Linked DNA regions of Gossypium hirsutum: region 2 is linked to region 1. A link is a contact called in public Hi-C data. All regions are on one chromosome and are shown on one strand. Each heading gives the region's core, a stretch centred on a gene start, on an enhancer-like site or on the middle of the called end of the contact. The rest is flanking DNA. Distances are from core to core; before and after follow the strand shown. Region 1 has its middle 20 kb from the start of LOC121215734. Region 2 holds the start of LOC107949515 (probable receptor-like serine/threonine-protein kinase At5g57670).

Evidence for each region. Hi-C and Micro-C count contacts between places; a contact is called where the count stands out from the background.
Region 2: a contact with region 1 is called in a Hi-C map of leaf, with 1.7 times the contacts expected there. The contact joins the promoter of LOC107949515 here to the enhancer-like site in region 1. A contact is called at or near these places in 7 of 34 Hi-C or Micro-C datasets (anther, hypocotyl and leaf).

The regions. Positions count from the first base shown.
Region 1 is chrD03:17,431,648-17,435,786 of Gossypium_hirsutum_v2.1, forward strand. No RefSeq gene overlaps it. Among protein-coding and RNA genes, the nearest start is that of LOC121215734, 20 kb to the right of the region's middle. Within about 2 kb of position 2,219, at least 2 of the 9 cell types and tissues checked have an H3K27ac peak or open chromatin away from gene starts, as enhancers often do. A contact at or near this core is called in leaf, where this site is marked.
Region 2 is chrD03:17,496,331-17,500,849 of Gossypium_hirsutum_v2.1, forward strand. LOC107949515 (probable receptor-like serine/threonine-protein kinase At5g57670) reads left to right here and starts at 1,983. Exons shown (of 10, transcript XM_016884181.2): 1 at 1,983-2,407; 2 at 2,527-2,624; 3 at 3,758-4,007; 4 at 4,098-4,519. The coding sequence starts at 2,209.

The sequences.
Region 1 (4,139 bases), core at 969-3,468:
TTTTACAATATTGACATAATCCACGTATATTTCATGTTTAAGTTAAACTATTTGTCTTATAAATAATTTAAAAAATAAAAATTCAAAACATTTGGATAAAAAAGTAAGAAAAACCCATAATTTCATTATTACTTGCTTAAAACAGGAGCCAAATTTAAGATTGGTTTTTGGTTCGTTATAAGAACTCATTATTACTTCCTTAAAACAGGAGGCATTTGAGAAGCCCCAAGGATTATTTTAAGAATTTTTTATATTTATTTACTTAATTCAAGAAGAAGTGATATGCATATATCACCTTAATCCATGCGTGATGACACTAATTAACATTGGCCGCTACAAGACATCAACAATTAATATTATGTTGAAAATATAATTAGTTAATAATTTTATGTATTCAGCAAAGACTCTTCAACAAAACTTGAAAGAAAATCCTTAAATTTTGTATCATCTCTTCATTTGTTAACTAATAGGTTTGGGTGGTAAAAGAAATATTTAGATAAAGAAAGATGAAAGATTTTGGGGGCATTACCGTTGATGCATAGTTTTCTTTGGTATGGTTGATGTGTCGTTTTGGAGTCCCAAACCCCATTTTAACGCCCAACTGTTGGGAAGTGAGAAGTGTAAGCAAACATGATTTTGGTTTGTTTTGACATTGTTTTGTTCGCATTATCTCTGGTCCTCAGGGAGGGATTTGGGTGTCTCAACCATAATTTAATCACCAAAAACAAAAGGTTTTGTCTGTTTTATTTAATCATGTCAGATGGAGAGGTTTGAGCAAATTAGGTTTGTTGGAAATTGTGTAAAAGTTTTTCTTGTTCTTTAATCAACTTTTCTTGACCAACACAATTCGAGGTTAAAATTTATTATTAGTCTCCAAAGCTGTTGCTTTAATTCTTATGCTTTTACTTCCATCTTTATATTTTTTAAATTAGTAAATTTTTTAGTCTATTTTTACTAAATATAAAGACTCATAACAAAATTTAATTACACGTTCATTACCAATAAGGTTGCGAGTTAAAATCAAATTTAAGTGAGGAAAGGAAATTAAAATATAAAATGTTGAAGTTGTAAATGGGATGTTGAGATATTTGTGCGATTTAAAATCAAGGTCCACACATTCACATGTAAAAATACAGAGAGAGAAACATGAAAGCACCGTCCCATGGTGATCCAAGGGGCAAAATCTACAAAAATGGCTTAGGTTGTCCCCCTTGGAAAAGATACCTAAACCTAATTCTGTCCCTAGAGAATATAATGAATCATCACAACCATTCATTTATATTTGATATTATTGTTGATGTGGCCTGAAATTATAAAATTATAATGATAATTCTTTAAAATTTATAATTTTATGGCCCAAAACTAAGTTTTTTAACTTCATATGGGACACCCATTAATTGGTTTGTCTTTTAAAAGATACGGCATGATATATGTAACAAAACATTCTACTTTGAGTTTCATTAAATAAAATTGTGTGATTTGATTTTTTATATCAACATGATGAGATGCAATATCAACTAATTATTAAAACAATGCTGCCAAACAAGGCGAGGTTCTTGGACAGGTAGATTTTAGGTAAAACACAACTAAATCTTACTAACCCCTCACCATTACAATTGTTTTATTGGCAAGAAGAAAGTTGAGGCCCCGGCCCCCATTATAAGCCTGAAAATATTCCCACTTTTGTATGTATAATGTATAGTTTTAGGTAAGGAGGATATTTTAAAGCTTTTAGCATGTGAAGGGAGCATGCTTGGATCCACCGACAATCCAATGCTGCCCATAATCTAGGGGTTTTATGAAATTAAATTCCTAAAACAATAGTTAATTATATATATATATTAGGGATTTGAGGTGTCCCTTAAAAGATATGAGATCCTAAGCCCCTACTCTTTGTCCAAAATTTGAACTCTAAAAAGAAAAACGAAAACATATCACATGCATGCAAAGCATCCACATCAACGGTCCCTCTCACCTCTGCTTGCCATCTTTGTAATTTTACACTACTATGGTTTACCCATGTTTTGTATTGGGTTGACTTTTTTATTTATGTCAAATTATAAAGTACAAATTTCAAATTTCAAATATATTTTTTATGTATTTATGATCACCAACTTGAAATCAGATAAGGTTCGAGTCGTCTACCCATAACCTGATCGGGCCCTACCATATGGATGCATGCAAGCCTTATAGTGGGAGGTCAACAAAGGGAGCTCGCGGTCTCAGTTTGCACATGCCAAAGGGTGCTCGTAAGGGGAGTTCGCAATCTCAATTTGCATACACCCAAGGATTTAGCATGTGGGGGGCCACAAAGTCCAACAGGTAGACTAGAACAATACATGTGTCTCACATGCATAGAGTCTACTAAGAACGTCAATTCCATGAACAGTAACCATGTATATAAATATTAGATTGTTCCCTTCAATGAGACACAATGAAAAATTTCTCAACAATACTCTAAGTCTTACATTTGAAATTTAATCATTCTACTTTCGGATTTAAAAATCTATTTTCGAATTATGTATAACTATGTAACATTTTAATCGAAAAGTTAGAAAAGGCTAACTAGAAAAAATGAAGGATGGTTGGCAGGGGTGAAGTCTGAAAATTTCAAGAGGGGGGTCGATATAATGAACAATAATAAAATATTTTTAAGAATAAAAACTAATTAAAGAAAAATAATTTAATAAATAAAAATAAGTTAGAAAGAAATTTAAAAATTTATTTGAATTGCACTTTTCAATCTTTGATATCACTAAAATCATCAATTATTTCGTTTACATTAAATTTTTCTGCAATTTCTTTCTCAATGTACACAACTAAAGAACTTCTCAAAAAATCATCTTCCATCTTGCTACAAAGTCGAGTCTTCACAATCTTCATAGCAGAAAAAGCACGTTCTTAGGATTCGGCTGAAACTGGAAGAGTCAACATAAGGCCAATCAATCTATCAATGAGTGGGTACATGGCTGACTTTCCACTCTCAACTAAGTTTCTACAAAGTTTAGAAAATATTGATGTTTTTTTCAAATCAAGATGCTTACATATATCAAGTTCATAATGCTTCAACTCATATGGGTTACGTTCTATCTCTTGTTGAGAAAAATCTTCTAGATAGAACTTGTTTACAAGAATGCAAATTTTATCAATATCAAATAACTTGAAAATATCCTTGGGATCTAAAGCTATAGTAAGAGTGAGAAGCTTGATAACATGTTCGTTAAATCTACTCTTCAATTCTTACAAGTGAGTATCTATTGTAGCAAAAAAATATACCCACTCGATAATGATGCTCCATTGTAACATCTTCCTTGTTACGATAATAACCCACAATGTATTGAGCATTCATATCCGAAAAATCCAACTCCCAAGTTTCATAAAAAGATATCACATTTTCAACAATTTATCTCATCCATCATCTCTCAACTTTTGAATTAAATATTTTATTGTTGAAACTAAAATCATGACATTTAATATATCTTGAGAATGATGTTACAAAGCTTCACAAAGATTATCAGTAACCCCTAAAACTTCCTTCATATGCAAAATAAAAATAAACTCAAAAGATCTAAATCTATTATATGCGTTATGAACATCTCCTTGCCAAGTATAGTTAGAAGCGGTATTTTTTAGATTTTTAAGAATCGTGCTAGTAGCATTGTACATCGTTAGTAAACTAGTAAATGAATTTAAATGAGAACTCCATCAAGTCTCACCAGGACATTGTAAAGTGCCAATCTGATTCATTCCTGTTCTAGTTGCTAAATCAAACAAGTCTTTAAAAAATTGATGCTTTTCAACTACTTCTCTAGCTGTTGCAACTAAAGACGATAAGCAAAATAGTGAACATAATAAGCATATCGTCAATCATTCAAAATCAAAGCTTGCAAGTCGTTAAATTCCCTATGCATATTTCTTGGTCCATCATAGCCTTGACCTTGGATATTTTGTATGTCAAAACCATGTTGGAAGAGAACATTAAAAAACTCATTCTTCAAAGTCAATGATGCAGTATCTTTAATAAGGACTATATCAGAAAATCGTTCTTTCACCAATCATTGTTTATCAACAAATCTCAAAACAATTGTCATTTGCTCTTTTTTTATTGGTCTCTTGCGTCATCCACAATAATACTGAAC
Region 2 (4,519 bases), core at 733-3,232, 64 kb after region 1:
TAGAATACGTTGCGTACACCCAAACTGCCGCATCATTTCGTCGAATTCGTGCATCTCAACCATTGCAAAAATGATCAAAGACACTTTGACGTGCTAAATGTTGCGATTGGCCAAAAAAGTCGGTTGGGATGCATTCTTGAATTCTTGGATCGGCATATGACATCCATTCAAACAGTAGTATGAATTTATACATTTTAACATGTGCCTAATATTTAAATTCAAATGCTAAAGTAAATATTATATAACTTTAAATTTCATAAACTAACCTCCTGTTCTGATTTTTTATCTAAAGTTAATCAAATATCCTCGAGCTCAGTCAGTATACCTGTGTTTCTTGCGCGATTGTTCCACTTATTCAAATAACATGTTATTTTAAAATTACAACACTGAAAAAAATTAGGATAATGATATGATCAAATGAATTTTACCATATTACGAGTGGGGATTCATAAGGGGGTCCACTTGGGGCTGTAAAAATGGTAGCTGATACCATGCCCATGATTGAAGGAGCATGCAACCGTCGGTTTCAACTTTTTCTGGTCTTGTGGCCTAACACATCTTTCGGTACAATGTCGCTAACACTATTGATCCCCAATTGAGTCATCTTGCTTCTTTCAAGACGACTAATAATAGTAGCCACCTTAAATGTACCAAATTTTAAAATTTATCTAGAATAAGCAAACCTCTAATCAACCTCAAAATGGATGTTCGAGCGAATTGTTCTTGTTCAATGCCACTTAAGGAGGCGTCAATATGTTTGAAGTTCTCCTCCAAACATCCCATCTCGATCTGGCTACCTTTAAACTTGTTTGACACTTTCCTTAGTAGTTGCTCGCATGTTGCGCTCTAATTGGCACTCACCACTGCCTTTGTAATGACTTCCCCATCTACCAGTAGATCGAGTTGTAAACCAACATCCTCGAGTGTAATTGTACACTCATTGCGAGGAAGATGGAATGCGTGTCTCTCGGGTCTCTATTTTTCCACCAAAGCACTTATAAGTGGGGGATCCAATTTAGTCCCCCCGAGCATGTGAGCCACGTACAAGAATCTCGAATCTTGCAAATGTCCATGAATGACAGCCGGTGCACTCACACATAAATTATGTATGTATGTCTCCAAAATTTAATTTTTGGCTTGAGTATATAAACATAAAAAATTATAATATTAATAATATTAACAACATAATAATTAACTAATTAAAATTAAATAAATTAATAATATTTTCTTACCATTTGTAATTGGACGTCGGAGATGTGTTTGTTATCCAAACGAATAAGTTGATTTACCATTTTACAAATTAAAAGGAATAAAATAAAATCGAAGAGAATAGGATTGAGAGAAAGATTTAAAATGAAATTATTAAAAGAATATATTTGAATGGAAAAGAATGAAGTTTAGAGGAATTTATATAGAAAAAAGAATATGACTGTTGGGGGATGTAACCGTTGAAATTATGATTGTTGGGAGGAATGTTATCGCTACCTAAAAAAGTACCCTATAAAACATATTTTCACTTTCTCTCTTAGAAAACGGTCTATTCCCATAAATAAATAACAACGACCTAAATTCATAAATTTCGGTATATATATAAATTAGTGGGGAGTTATGTTTAGTGTCAAATATGAGAAGAGGGGAAGCATGGGTAGCAAATAGCGATGCAGCCGTGCTATCAACTTCAAACTCATAGTTGAATTTTACATTTTACCCCAAGTATTAAGAAAGAGAGAAAATAACAAAATTGGGTGCGTTTGTGTTCTTTTTCCACAGCATGATGCAAAAGCTTTGGTCTGTAGCATTTTAGTAGCGCCCATGCCCATTTAATGAAATTTATTATTATTTAAAATCTAAGAATCTATATTTTACAGGGGCAGCACTTTTATTATTATTATTAATTCCTACAATTTGCTTTTGAGAAAAAAACCCGCCATTAAATAAACAATTAAAGAAATAAATTGTTTAATAATTTTTCAACTTGTGTTTATAAAAAACAAGTCGTCTCTTCTTCCCTTTCTCTATCTAGTGTGGTTGGAGAACTTGAAAAGCAAACTACTGACGGTTAAGCCTAAAAAAAGGCTCTCAAACACTGCTTCTGCCTCTCCTCTACCTTCCTTCACAACCTAACTCTTCCATTTATAAACTCTTAACATGATCCTCAACTTTGGTCAAGAACACCTGCTCTGAAACATACTCTGTTTTGACACAGAAATGAAAATGGTACAGAATGGTTTTGTTGGAGACAAAGATACGGTTGCTTCTGCTGGTGGTGGTGGTGGTGGTGGTGGAGGGACGGTGGTTGTTGGAGTAAAGCTTGATTCACCAAGCAGAGAGCTTTTAACGTGGGCTTTGGTTAAGGTGGCTCAGCCAGGTGACTGTGTCATTGCTCTTCATGTTCTTGGTAACAATGGTCAGTTGATTTTTTTTCCTGTTTCAGGGTTTAAATTTTCTTTTCTTTTGAAAATATTTCTGGGGCTTGATTTTTTGTCTGGTTTATTGAAGTGGGATTTGGATTTTGTGTGTGTGTAGAAATCGTGAATCGAGATGGAAAATCTTCACTTCTGTCGCTTGTCAAAGCGTTTGACTCTGTTCTTGCTGTTTATGAAGGATTCTGTAATTTGAAACAGGTTCAGTTTCATGATCTACTTTTTCTTTCTTTCTTTCTTTTTTTTTTAAATTTTTTTTATAACAATTTACCTTCTTCTTTTTTCCCTATGATGAATTTGTTAACCTCATTTTTCTTTCCTGTTTGGTCAATTGTAAAATGAAGGAAAATCAGAAATGGGAAAGTTGGTCTTTCCCTGCATGCTCAATTTAGCTATAGTTACACTTAGGATTGAAATAGCGGCCGCTATTTAGCAATAGCGCCACCACCAGCCACGGCGGCCGTGAATATAGATCACGTCCCGTATTGTGGTTCTAACAAATAAAAACAAGAGCACCGTAGGATCCTAGAATAATAAAGAAAATGGAGGTCAGGGGAGGGATTTCTAACATCGTTGATGAATAACTGATTCTCAAGATCTAAAAGAGAGGGAAAAGTTTGGTCGGTGAAGATGGGGAAAGTTCATAAATGAGTTAAAATATAGGGTGTTTATTAAAATAAGAACGCAACAGGTACAGTTCTGGGGAGAAAAAATGGGAAGGGATTAACATTTTAGTTAATGCATATTTATATTTACAATAATAAAAAAATATATTTTTTTAGGTTTTTAAAAAAATCATTATATTTTATATTTATCTTAATAACCTGTATATTGATACCTGATTTTAAATTTTAAATACAAATATAAATAAATATCATTATAAAAATATTAAATAAGACCATAAAATACCTCAAAAATCAAGAAAACAAAGAGTTTTTATAATCATGTTAGTGATTATTAAATTTAAACTAAATAAAAAATTCACCAACACTACAGCAATGACCGAAAATGTGAGCGCTACCGCCGCCACCTGCCACCGCTATCGGAAAGAAAACGATTGTGAATATAAATCACAACAATTGATAGCGGCAATAACGTCCCGCTATTTCCATTTTTAAGCTTTCATAACGTTAAAGGTGAAGATAGACAGAAGGCCGAGAGAAGCAGGAAGAAGATAGTAAAAGTCAAAAAGAGATGAATTAAAAAATAAAAGAAATTCACGATTAGACTTGCAACCTGATTAGACTGCTAACAACAATTGATTAAGCATTTCACGTATCAAATTTAAGGCTTAGAAAAAAGATATAAATCGGTTTTGGGTAATTATGTTGCAGGTGGATCTCAAACTTAAGATATGCAGAGGTTCTTCAATTCGCAAAATTTTAGTGAGAGAAGCAAAATCTTATTCTGCAACTAAGCTTATAGTTGGAACCGCCGCCAAACTCCATAAAATCCGGTCATCGACATCGGTAGCCAAGTACTGTGCTAAGAAACTATCCAACAACTGTTCTGTTCTTGCTGTTAATAATGGGAAAGTGGTGTTCCACAGGGAGGGTTCTCCAGGGACCACTTTTGGGGCAAAAGGTAAAGATTTTGTTTTGGTTGGTCATCCAGTTCTTGGATGTCATGTAAGATTTTCGTGTATTTTAAGGAATTTCTTCTTTGTTCCTCCAGGAAATGAAGATCATAAACGAAATAGCTTGCTTAATGCGCTTCACCGAACCATAACATTGAACAAGAATTCCAAAGTACTAAGTGAAGGGATTGCCAATGCCGAGGCCAATCTGGTTTCCTATGAGACCAAGGACAAGAGATTCGAGCAGGCCTTAATCAAAGCCGGTTCGGGCAACTTTGAGAGTGATGGAAAGGAAAATTGCTCGGTTTGTGGATCTGGAAATAAGTTATTGCTGCATGATTCTTGTCACCAATCTGCAAACTGCGGTGATGATGATAATGATAGAGAGAAATCCTTGGCTATAGTGCCTGTTGAAAGAACTGAGGCTGCATCTGGTTCGATTTCTATGTTGATCAAACAGTTGCCTGAAATTAGACCTGGTTGGCCTTTACTTCGCCGTGCGGTTTTATCGGATAGACGA